Linked DNA regions of Rattus norvegicus: region 1 is linked to region 2. A link is a contact called in public Hi-C data. All regions are on one chromosome and are shown on one strand. Each heading gives the region's core, a stretch centred on a gene start, on an enhancer-like site or on the middle of the called end of the contact. The rest is flanking DNA. Distances are from core to core; before and after follow the strand shown. Region 1 holds the start of Dennd6a (DENN domain containing 6A). Region 2 overlaps Slmap (sarcolemma associated protein).

The links. Hi-C and Micro-C count contacts between places; a contact is called where the count stands out from the background.
Region 1: a contact with region 2 is called in a Hi-C map of psoas muscle, with 2.5 times the contacts expected there. The contact joins the promoter of Dennd6a here to the enhancer-like site in region 2. A contact is called at or near these places in 2 of 12 Hi-C or Micro-C datasets (frontal cortex and psoas muscle).

Annotation. Positions count from the first base shown.
Region 1 is chr16:1,840,218-1,846,535 of GRCr8, forward strand. Dennd6a (DENN domain containing 6A) reads left to right here and starts at 3,586. Exons shown (of 20, transcript NM_001134467.1): 1 at 3,586-3,861. The coding sequence starts at 3,634. It overlaps LOC134482439 (a long non-coding RNA gene), which reads right to left. Exons shown (of 3, transcript XR_010058539.1): 3 at 3,256-6,318.
Region 2 is chr16:1,749,698-1,755,554 of GRCr8, forward strand. All of the region lies in intron 2 of Slmap (sarcolemma associated protein), which reads right to left. Among named protein-coding and RNA genes, the nearest start is that of Slmap, 39 kb to the right of the region's middle. Within about 2 kb of position 2,749, at least 8 of the 93 cell types and tissues checked have an H3K27ac peak or open chromatin away from gene starts, as enhancers often do.

The sequences.
Region 1 (6,318 bases), core at 2,336-4,835, 91 kb after region 2:
CTCACAGGGGAAAAACAACAAGAAGCTTACGACCTAGAGCTTCAGTTGACAGGAAACACAACCTGAGTCAGGGATGTGACCTGATCTGAAGTGGTACTGACAGAAGGCTACTGGCAGCATAAGAAGGATAGAGTCCCAGGGTTCACTTTGCTGGGGTTAGCTCACACCTAGAGAATGGAGCTTCCTTCTGTGTCTTAAAACTGATTCAACAACTCCACGTCTACCCAAGTAGGGTGACTGGATGATTAGTTGCTAGAATCCTTTGAAGAAAGGTGGAGAATTCGGAGTAGTTTATCCAGGAGGCTGGACATGAGGATGTAAGATGACTGTTTGGAAACAATCCATGGGCTATTGTTTAGAAAAGCTGGACTCCACAAGACGAAGACGTTCCTAGCCCTCATGACCAAACAGAAAGAGCAGCTCTTATAGTTAAGAGCCAGTGCACATGCGGGATTGGCTGAGCCAGCATCGGAAAACTCACAAATAGGACGGAAAGTGTGAAGAAACGACCCTGATCAAGATACTTTCAGATTTAAATGTTCTAATGACAAACTCTATAAAGGTTACCATTTCTCTCTCCTAGGCCCCATGTAAATTTTAAGCGCAAAAACCATGTTTAAAGTAGATTCCAGGTCCAGCAAGATGGGTCAGTAGATGACACCACTGGCTGCCAAGTAGGCAACCTGGTTCCCATGTAATAGAAGGAGTGAACCTGCTCCTGAAAGTTGTTCTATGACCACCATATGCAAGCCACAGTAGGTATGTGCCCCCCAAACAAAGAAACATAAGAAAATCTTAAAAAACAGACACTGTGGTAGGAGTACCAAAGCTAAAAGTATAGACAGAAAACAGACACATACCTACTTCCAGTTTTTCCTGATATCTATACACCTCTGTTTAAAAGTTTAAGAAGTAATAATATGGATGTATGTTTTTGTCACTAAACCCAGATGCCTGGTGTATCTTGTTTCTCGTCACACCTCTGGCCTTCTTAATCTGTGGTTCTGGGATGCACCATTTAGTCAGATTTTCTTCTCTCTCTTAATATTTATTTATGCATATGAGTGCTTCATCTGCATGTGTGCCTCCTGCCAGAAGAGGACATCTATGTGTGGTTGCTATGCTATGTATGTGCTATGTGAGATGCTGTGTGGTTGCTAGCAATTGAACTCGAGATCTCTGAAAAAGCAGCCAGTGCTCTTAAGTGCTGAGCCATCTCTCCAGTCCCTGGACAAGATTTTCTTAGCCAAATATTATATAAGATAGTATTTCAGCCAGGAGTGGTAGATCGTGATCTATTAATCCCAGCAGCCTGGAGGCAGACCTCTGAGTTCGAGGCCAGCCTGGTCTACAGAGCTTGTTCCAGAACAGCCAGGACTGTACCAAGAAACCCGGTCTCAAACAAATAAACAATAACAGAAAAGATAGTATTGAAAGAATGGTAATTTGTGTCCACATGTCAAGGGTCCAGCACTGAGGAACAGCGGGTCATTAGAGCTTATGGATCATTAAAGTATCTTATGGCAAAGTGTCTGGACTGGGAACACTCTTCTTGACAGTGAGTAGGTCGGGTTAGCAATCACCATTGTGTTTTACCAATCCAGGCACTAGTTCTTGGAGCTGCTTGCCAATCAGGATAATAGATGGAGCTACCACTGGAGCATAGATTCTTTTTTCTAGCCCACGGCTCTTTCTAATACAGAACAGTACTGTTTTCTCGGGACAGTGGTTTAGAACCTCACTTGAATACGGTTTATGGTTTTCTTTCTGAACTCTGCTGCTTCTTTGTCACAGGCAGATTGTTTGGTGAAAGACAGTTTCTAATTTAAGTGTTGTCCCCAGTTAACTCTGTGTTAACAAAAGTTTCCAGGTGAGGTTAGAGAGATAGATGTCTTAGCAGTTACAAACACATGTTGATCTTGTAGAAAACTAAGTAAGGTTTGATTTTCAGCACCACAGTGGAGTTTACAACCGTCTTTAACTCCGGAGGATCTGGCATCCTCTTCTGGCCTCTGTGCAAACCAAACTCCACTTCAGTACCCATACATACATACAGGCAAAACACTCATACATATAAAATAAAAATAGTAAATAAATCTTTAAGAAAGTCTTCAGCATATACTACTACTGAAACTGGAGAATACTTGACCTTCAAAAGATGGGCCATTTCTCGATGGTTAAGTATTTTTATGTGTTTTAATGTTTTGTTCTACTATATTCATGTCTGTGCATCACATATGTTCCTGGTGCCTTTGGAGACGAGAAGGGCATTAGATCCCCTGGAACTGGAGTTACAAATAGTTGTGAGCCACTATGTGGGTGTTGGGAATTAAACCTGATCCTCTGCAAAAGCAGCAAGCTCTCCTAACTACTAAGCCATCACCTAACCACTAAGCCATCACTTGGAGTCCCAGTTTGTTTCTATGTAAAGTAGAAGCAGGAATAGCACTTGCCTCAGACTGTCGAGAGGCTCAGGTATGGGGATGGGTTTTGAAAAACCCATTGTGGGGCTGGGGATTTAGCTCAGTGGTAGAGCGCTTACCTAGGAAGCGCAAGGCCCTGGGTTCGGTCCCCAGCTCCGGAAAAAAAAAAAAAAAGAAAAGAAAAGAAAAACCCATTGTATGTTACCAACTGTCTTTTACACACTTTCCTATTGGGTATTACCATGTTTTCTAATTACTTTCGATGAATAAATCCTAGCAGATGCTGATAAATCCTACTTAGTGGTATCATGCTGTGCCAATAATCAATAGCAGTTCAGCGGGGCAGATGTCTCTTGAGTGACCTGCCTAGTACTGTCTGACCTCTAACAAAGTAGCTTGAAGTCAGGCCCTTCCTCCAGTGCTCAGATAACATGGTCCAAAGGTGACTGACCAACTTGGGATTCCAAGAAAGTCTGGATATGCTTAAGAGTTGAGTGAGTCCGCCGGACCAATAAAGATGGGAGCCGCCTTAGTAGGGAGGGTATTGGAGAGCGAAAGTACACATCTCTATCAGTGGACTGCAGGAGTGAACGAAGGCTTACCTTAGACTTCTTATACTTGCGGGGGTAGTCAAGGAACCTCTCAGAACTTCAGTTTCCTTAGCTGTGAAGTCAAATTAGCCAGAGGTGGCAGCCCATGCCACTAAACCCAGAATCTTGGGTGGCTGAGGCAGTACCATGTGTTAGAGGCCAGTCAGGACTACGCAAGACATAGCTAAAAAAGAAAAGAAAGACCTACCCAACACTTAACAAACAAGATAGTATCTACCATATTGATTTGTTTAATAGTTAATACTTTATTTGAACTTAGCATATCAACTGGCACAGAGTAAAAGTTTCATTAAACACCACTGTTTTAGTGATACTTTAATAATGAACTGTGTCATTCCGAGAATAATTCGTTGCTGTACTGTCGTCGGGACGAGATGAGGATTCTAAGACCAGTAGGCCAGTCGGCGCCAGCAGCAGGGGTGGCGGCGTGCAGGGAAACACACTGAACCCCCGCTCCCAGGGTCACGTGGCTCGTGGCCGCGCCCCTATCCAGGGAGTCCGGAGCTGCTGCGGCAGCACTCGGTGCGCGTGCGCGGAGGCCTGCGCGCTCTGCGGCGCGGTCCGCGGCGGAGGCGGCTCGAGCGGACAGGGGGTGGCGGATGGCTCTGCGGGACCAGGCGGTCTTCGGACCCGGTTCCCGCGGGTCGTTGGACGAGGCTGGGGCCGAGGGGCGCGAGGCGGCGGCCCTTGCGGCGGCGGGAGTCGCGCTGGAGGACGATGAGGAGGACGATGGCCGCCGGGGCCTGCTGCGCTGGGACGGCTTCTCAGCCTGGCTACACTGCGTGTGTGTGGTGGGCTTCGACCTGGAGCTGGGCCAGGCGGTGGAGGTGAGGCGGAGCCGCACCCTGTCTCCACCCTTGGGCGGCCGGGACCTGGCCGCGGCGCATCCGGGCGTGGCTCGTAGCCCCTGCGCGGCTCAGCTGGGCGGCGCTTCTCCGGCCTTTCGGTGGGAGGATCGTGGGCTGCGGCTAAGGGTGAAAAGTTCTTTGTAGGCCCCTCCTAAATACTTGTTGATGTTCCTCTTTAAAAAAACAAAACAAAACACAGCGATAACTGAAGGGTAGCGGCACCCACAAAAGGCTGCAGCAGACAGGATGTTTGCTTGGAACTTTCAAGAAAGGAACAATACCCCCCCAGCATATGTGAATTATAGTAGCCAAACGTGCACGTCCAATCCTGTGGGCTGACTGTATTGCCAATTGAGTTAACTCATAGATCGGCCCACTAAGTCCGAGTCAAAATGCTTAGCATGCATTTTCTCCCTTTTTCTCTCTGCTTCCCTTTTCTGGGTGGAGTGTTGTTGGGCCCCCATTCCCTCCAAGTCTCTCCCTAGCATTACAAATAGAATTCAGGGCCTTCTGAAAACTAGGCAAGCTCTCAAGAGCTGTTCCCACACCACCTCCCCCGTCCCCTGCTGTTTCTTAATACAGATTCTGTAACAGCTCCCAGAAACCTAATGTCAGTGGGAAAATCTTAGACTTGTAAAAATCTCAGATATCGTAACATCCTTACCTAAAAGGCCTTCGAATCTCACTCATTTTTGCCATCATTTAGTCGCCCCCCCTCTTTTTTGCTAGCATAAAAGGTTTGTCTTAATTTATCCAAGGAAAAAGTTAATAGAAAGGCATATGTTCTGAAGTTTTTAGTATTTTGTTATTGTTCTTTTGGCATCCATGAAAGATTCTAATCTTATTCTAACTTTGGTGGTCTGGTTGTTTCAAACGAGAAACTGCTGCTTGTGTATCCCACCCTCTCTTGTCTTTTGGGTCAGTATTCATTTAAATACTGAAGCTTTCATTAAGATCCAGGCACTATGCGAGTCCGGTGAACATGCACATAAAGTATGGTCTAACCTGTATTTATGGATTGAGACAATAAGGTGGAGACCTAAGAATTAATCTACACAGTCAATAGGATCAAATTTATTGCCTGACATAGTATTCAATAAACATTTGTTGTTAGAGTTAGTACATAGAGCAATTCTGTATTTTATTTGAGACAGGGATAACAATCTCCAAGGACTGAAGACATTTATTTTTAAAGATTTGTTTATATAATGTGTGTGTGAATGTTTTGCCTTCATGTCTGTATGTAGAGAGCATTTGTATCTTGTGCTTGTGGAGTCTGGAAAAGGGGGTTAGATCTACTCGATCTGCAGTCCTTCTGGTCCCGTAGGTGCTGGGAACTGAACTCACATCCTCAGGAAGAGCAGCAAGTGCTCCTAATAGCTGAGCCATCTCTCCAGCCCCTGAAGACCATCTTTTATACTAGTAATTTAATAATAAACTAAAATTACATGTGTGGCAAAATAAAAATTGGAAAGCAGAAGCTGTTATATTTGGTCACATTTTTAAAAAAGATTTATTTATGTGTGGATGTTCTGCTTGCCTGTGTGTCCCAGCTCCACTCTCCTGCCTAGAGGTCAGAAGAGGGCATCAGGGCCTCTGAACTGGGCCGGCAGATGGCTGAGAGCTGCCGCTGAGCCTGGGTCCTCTGGAACCAGAGTGTTCTTACCCAATGAGCCATCTCTCTAGCTCCATTGATTCGTTTTTAAAATCTCATCATTTGGAACATTGCTTTTTCATGAGTATTTTCCTTTTCTTAATAAGCGGAATATCTCGACAAAGTTGAGGTGATGAAAAATAAGTCATTAAAGGTTACATATTAAATTTTATTTCCCACAGCAGTTTTCTTTACGAAGTAGTTCTTAGGTTGTTTTTTTGTTTTGTTTTGTTTTTTGCTTCAAAAAAAATCAACAGTTTGAACTTTCTTGGAAAATAAGACAAAGTTCTGTTTATAGTTAGACTGTTTGAACTAATCCATGGATTCTTTGTTACATTCTGTGTCCAGATTAAGGATCACTGCTTTAAGAAAGATAGGAGAGGAAGGTTCCTTCCTTCATAAAGGATCTAAAGAAAGACAAACACTAGATGTAAGATGATTTTACTTTGAGACCAGATCTCACTCTCCTGGAATACATGTAGCCCAGGCTGGCCTTGAACTCACAGCAGTCTTCCTGTCTCAGTCTACACCCCTCACCACTCTACCTCCTAGCACTGGGATTAACTAGTGGTTTATCTGTGTGCGCGTGTGAGTGAATGGGCATGCGTGTGTGTCACTGTGCGCACAGTGAGTACTGCACAGAACAGGAGCTGATTCCTTTCTTTCATTGTGAGCCATGCTCAGGCCTAAAGACTTGGCAGCTGCAGATTCCCCTAAACAGCTGAGCCTTCTCCCTGGCCCTTAGCTTTATTCTTGGAGACCGGGTCTCCCTATGTAAACCA
Region 2 (5,857 bases), core at 1,499-3,998:
GCCCCTCTGCCCCTCTGCCTCTCTGCCCCTCTGCCCCTCTGCCCCTCTGCCTCTCTGCCCCTCTGCCCCTCTGCCCCTCTGCCTCTGCCCCTCTGCCTCTGCCCCTCTGCCTCTGCCCCTCTGCCTCTGCCCCTCTGCCCCTCTGCCCCTCTGCCTTTGCCCCTCTGCCCCTCTGCCCCTCTGCCCCTCTGCCCCTCTGCCTTTGCCCCTCTGCCCCTCTGCCCCTCTGCCCCTCTGCCTCTGCCCCTCTGCCTCTGCCCCTCTGCCCCTCTGCCCCTCTGCCCCTCTGCCCCTCTGCCCCTCTGCCCCTCTGCCCCTCTGCCCCTCTGCCTTTGCCCCTCTGCCTCTCTGCCCCTCTGCCCCTCTGCCCCTCTGCCCCTCTGCCCCTCTGCCTTTGCCCCTCTGCCCCTCTGCCCCTCTGCCTCTGCCCCTCTGCCCCTCTGCCCCTCTGCCCCTCTGCCTCTCTGCCCCTCTGCCCCTCTGCCCCTCTGCCCCTCTGCCTCTCTGCCCCTCTGCCTCTGCCCCTCTGCCTTTGCCCCTCTGCCTCTGCCCCTCTGCCTCTGCCCCTCTGCCCCTCTGCCTCTGTCCCTTTGCCTCTGCCCCTCTGCCTCTCTGCCTCTGCCTCTGCCCCTCTGCCCCTCTGCCCCTCTGCCTCTGTCCCTTTGCCTCTGCCCCTCTGCCTCTCTGCCTCTGCCCCTCTGCCCCTCTGCCCCTCTGCCTCTGCCCCTCTGCCCCTCTGCCCCTCTGCCCCTCTGCCCCTCTGCCCCTCTGCCCCTCTGCCCCTCTGCCCCTCTGCCTCTGCCCCTCTGCCCCTCTGCCCCTCTGCCTCTGCCCCTCTGCCTCTGCCCCTCTGCCTCTCTGCCCCTCTGCCTCTGCCCCTCTGCCCCTCTGCCTCTCTGCCCCTCTGCCCCTCTGCCCCTCTGCCCCTCTGCCTCTGCCCCTCTGCCCCTCTGCCCCTCTGCCTCTGCCCCTCTGCCTCTGCCCCTCTGCCTCTCTGCCCCTCTGCCTCTGCCCCTCTGCCCCTCTGCCCCTCTGCCCCTCTGCCCCTCTGCCTCTGCCCCTCTGCCCCTCTGCCCCTCTGCCTCTGCCCCTCTGCCTCTCTGCCCCTCTGCCCCTCTGCCCCTCTGCCCCTCTGCCCCTCTGCCTCTGCCCCTCTGCCCCTCTGCCCCTCTGCCTCTGCCCCTCTGCCTCTGCCCCTCTGCCTCTCTGCCCCTCTGCCTCTGCCCCTCTGCCTCTCTGCCCCTCTGCCTCTGCCCCTCTGCCCCTCTGCCCCTCTGCCCCTCTGCCCCTCTGCCCCTCTGCCTCTGCCCCTCTGCCCCTCTGCCCCTCTGCCTCTGCCCCTCTGCCTCTGCCCCTCTGCCTCTCTGCCCCTCTGCCTCTGCCCCTCTGCCTCTCTGCCCCTCTGCCTCTGCCCCTCTGCCCCTCTGCCCCTCTGCCCCTCTGCCCCTCTGCCGCTGCCTCCCAAGTGCTGGAATTAAAAGCATGAGCCACCACACCCAACATGATTTAACAGATGGGTTAAGATTTGTTTTTATTTTTCATAATAACTTTTTATGTTTTAATTTATAATATATTTACATTATTTCACCCTTCCCCTTCCTCCCTGCAACCCCATGCATAGCTCTCTAATTTATGTCCTTTTTCTTTAACTGGTCATGGTGTGTGTGTGTGTGTTCATGTGTGTATAAACACATGTTCCATCTGTATGATGTTACTTATATGCATATGATTTCAGAGCTGACCACTTGGGTATGGGACCACCAACTGGATCTCTTCTCTAGGGAAGATTATTTCTGCTCTCAGTACTACTTGATTGCCTATGGTTTCTTGTCTATAGTTGAGGCCCTTGAACTGCCCCCCCTCCATGTTAGCACGTCTAGTGGTATCACTGTTGTTCAGGCCTTGTTTGGGCAGCCACTAAGACACCTATGAACCACAACAGTGATCAACATGGCATGATAACCCTAAGGGTTGCTGCCAGAGTAGTATGCCAGCTTGGTGGAAACCAAAAGCTCTCTAAACACACTCAAGAACTGCTCAACAGGAGGGAAACCATGTCAGATACTGGAAACAGAGCCAACTACCCAGGCAGTGATAGTGAAGTGGATCTTGGAAGAGAACCTACAATTGCCACTTCACTAAACCAGCCTAACCCCAAACAAAACTCTAAATATTTATCCTTATACCCATAAGTGTAGTTTACAAACCACATCTCTCACACACACACACACACACACACACACACACACACACACACACACTAAAAAAAAACTCTTTGTAGCAGATGAAAAACGTTCCAGAAAACCTCAAGTGCAGACAGCAAGAGATCATGTGGTGCCCAGTTCCAACTGATACACCTACAATACAATGCTTCCACCGAAGGCTCTGGGATCATGGTAGAAGAGAGGGTGTAAAGACTATAAAAACCAGGAGAACCTTAAGTTTACTGTGAGACTGTATCTTCTAGAAATGTCAGAGCAGCTATACCCACTAAGCAACTTAACAGATTGTCAAAGCACAGTGACAAGCTGTCTCAAAGATCTTAGTGCTGCACTTGTTCCACAAACTTCCAATGCACTTGGGACACACCCCTTCCTGAAGCATAAACTAACTTGGGGAATATAAACCAAGACTCTTGATTGACAGCCCACAGACTGCAATGCTAACTGTAGCCAGCAGAGGCCACTGGTATACAAAGAACCATAAGTAAAATGGTGAAGCCAGCACGGGCGACAAGAGTTTGGAGCCTGAACAACCACACAGAGCCAGCAGGGAAACGACAGAAAGATCCTGAAGGCACCAGCCAGGCAGTCTAGTTCAACCAGTGAGTTCCTGGTTCAATCAAAGACCCCATCTCACAGAGCAAAGTTTGAGCGGGCTGGTAGAATAACTCAGGGAATAAAGGTGCTTGCCACCAATCCTGAAGGTATGTTCCCAGCAGGCCCACATGGTAGGAGAGAACCAGCCCCAATAAACTGTCCTCTGACCTTCATATGTGTCTCACAGCTTCTGTCTTACACACACACACACACACACACACACACACACACACACACACACACAAACTGCAATTTAAAAATCATTGTTAGATTTCTTTTCTTTTTTTTTTTTTTCAGAGCTGGGGACCGAACCCAGGGCCTTGCGTTTGCTAGGCAAGCGCTCTACCACTGAGCTAAATCCCCAACCCCATTGTTAGATTTCTATGTGTACATCACATGGGTATTTAGTCCCCACAAAAGTGAGAAGAGGGAATCAGACCCCCTGAAATTGGAGTTATGATAGTTATGAACCTGGTCCTCTGAAAAAGCAGCAAGAGCTCTTAATTGATAGCTATCTCTCCAATCCCCAAGTTAAAAAATATTAAGGAAATAAAACTAAATAAAAGTAGAAAGACGGGGTTGGGGATTTAGCTCAGTGGTAGAGCGCTTGCCTAGGAAGCGCAAGACCCTGGGTTCGATCCCCAGCTCCGAAAAAAAGAACCAAAAAAAAAAAAAAAAAAGTAGAAAGATATAGGAAGAGAGCCAACATTGACTTCTGGACATGTGCTGTGGCATAGCCAAACATTCCACATCAATATGCCATACAATAATAAATAAATAAATGGGATGGGTAATAATGGAAGGCAATGCACACACACATGCATATCTCTCTCTCTCTCTCTCTCTCTCTCTCTCTCTCTCACACACACACACACACACACACACACACACGGGCTTCTCACACACACATGCATCTCACACACATATACACATGCATCTCTCTCACGCACACATACACACATTCACCTGTCTCTCTCACACATATCTCATATACACACATGTATCTCACACACACATACACTCATCTCACATACACACATGCATCTCATACACACATGCATCTCTCTCATGCACACATACACACATTCACATGTCTCTCTCACACATATCTCATATACACACATGTATCTCCCACACACATACACTCATCTCACATACACACATGCATATCTCTCTCTCTCTCTCTCTCTCTCTCTCTCTCTCTCTCACACACACACACACACACACACACACACACACACGGGCATCTCACACACACATGTATCTCACACACACACACACATGCATCTCTCTCACTCACACATACACACATTCACCTGTCTCTCTCACATATATCTCATATACACACATGTATCTCACACACACATACACTCATCTCACATACACATATGCATCTCACACACACACACATACACTCATCTCACACACACACGCATCTCACACACACACACACATTTACTTACTTACATAAGACTAACAACCCCCCTAACCAAACTGATAAAGAGAAAATTAATAAAATTAAAGATGACAAGAAGAACCTTAAGATAAATACCTATGAAATCTACAGGACCAAAGCTAGGGAGATGTCTCAATCACTAACATGCTTGCCATGTAGCAAACATGAGGTCCTGACTTTGGATCTCCAACATCATGACTACATTGTTGTAGCCAGGCATACCAAAAACCTCAGTGCTGGAGGAAAAGGACAAAGGGTCACTGGGACTTGCTGACCATCAGTCTATTCAAATAAGTAAGTAAGTAAATAGTGAGCTCTTTGCTCAAGGAGAGGCCTATTTCAAATGAATAAGGTAGAGTGAGAGAAAACACCAGCATCCTACTCTGACTTCCAAGTACATAGGAGCATTACAAGTGTGAATATACCACCACCCCATCATATGCACATGCACACTCACTCACGCACAAAGCATATCAGGGTGGGGCAAAGCATGGAAACCAACACACACACGCACACGCGCACACGCGCACACGCGCGCACACACTCGCACACACCCTGTGATCCCAGCGATGGGAAGACAGAGACAGGAGAATTCCTGGGATTTGCTTAGACTTAGTGAAAGATACATCTCAAAAAAATAATGTTGGACATGGTGGCTCATGCTTTTAATCCCAGCACTCAGGCAGAAGCAGACAGTCTGCAGTTCAAGGCCAGCCTGGTCTCTATAGAATTCCAGGTCAGCCAAGATTATTTGGGGAAATCCTGTCTGGACAAACAAGGCAAAGAGTTGGGGCACTCACATAGTAACTCACAACTACCTGTAACTCCAGTTCCAAGGAAATCTTGTGTCCTTTTCTAGCCTCCAATGCCACCGGGTACACACATGGTGCACATATGGGGGTGGGGGGCGCAAAACGCTTTTAAATATTTTAAAAATAAATAAGGTGGAGAGTGAGTGAGGAAGACGCCAATATCAACCTCTAACATGCACATCCATATACAGGCACTTGTTCTTGCTCACACACATGTATACACAGAGACATGTGCACAGAGATGCCATGCAGATAGACAAATAATACACAGAATCAAATTAGAAACATGTCCTAAACAGATAAAAAAATCTAGACTTGAGAAAATTTCTATAAACAAGGCCTACCAAAAACTTAAATTGAGAAGAAATAAATAGCCTAAATATATCTATAACAAATTAACAGACTGAATGAAGAAATAGTCTCTCAACAACAAAAGTCTAGGATGGTACAGATTCACTGCTGGATCCTGCTGGACCATTAAAGAGGACCTGACACCAATGTTCCTTATCCTATTCCGTAAAATACAATGGAAGGAAGGGGCACTACAAACTCAATCTATAAAGCTATTAGTACCTCAATACCAAAACCCAGACAAAGACGCACAGAAGAGGGGCAGGGGGAGAGAGAGAGGGAGAAAAGAAAAGAAAACAAAAAAACCACAGACCAAACTCCCAGAAACACAGATGCAGCAATTCTCAATGAAGAGCCAGCGACATGGCTCAGCAGGCAAAGGGCTTCCCAGGGGCTAGAAAGGTGGCTCAGCCATGAGG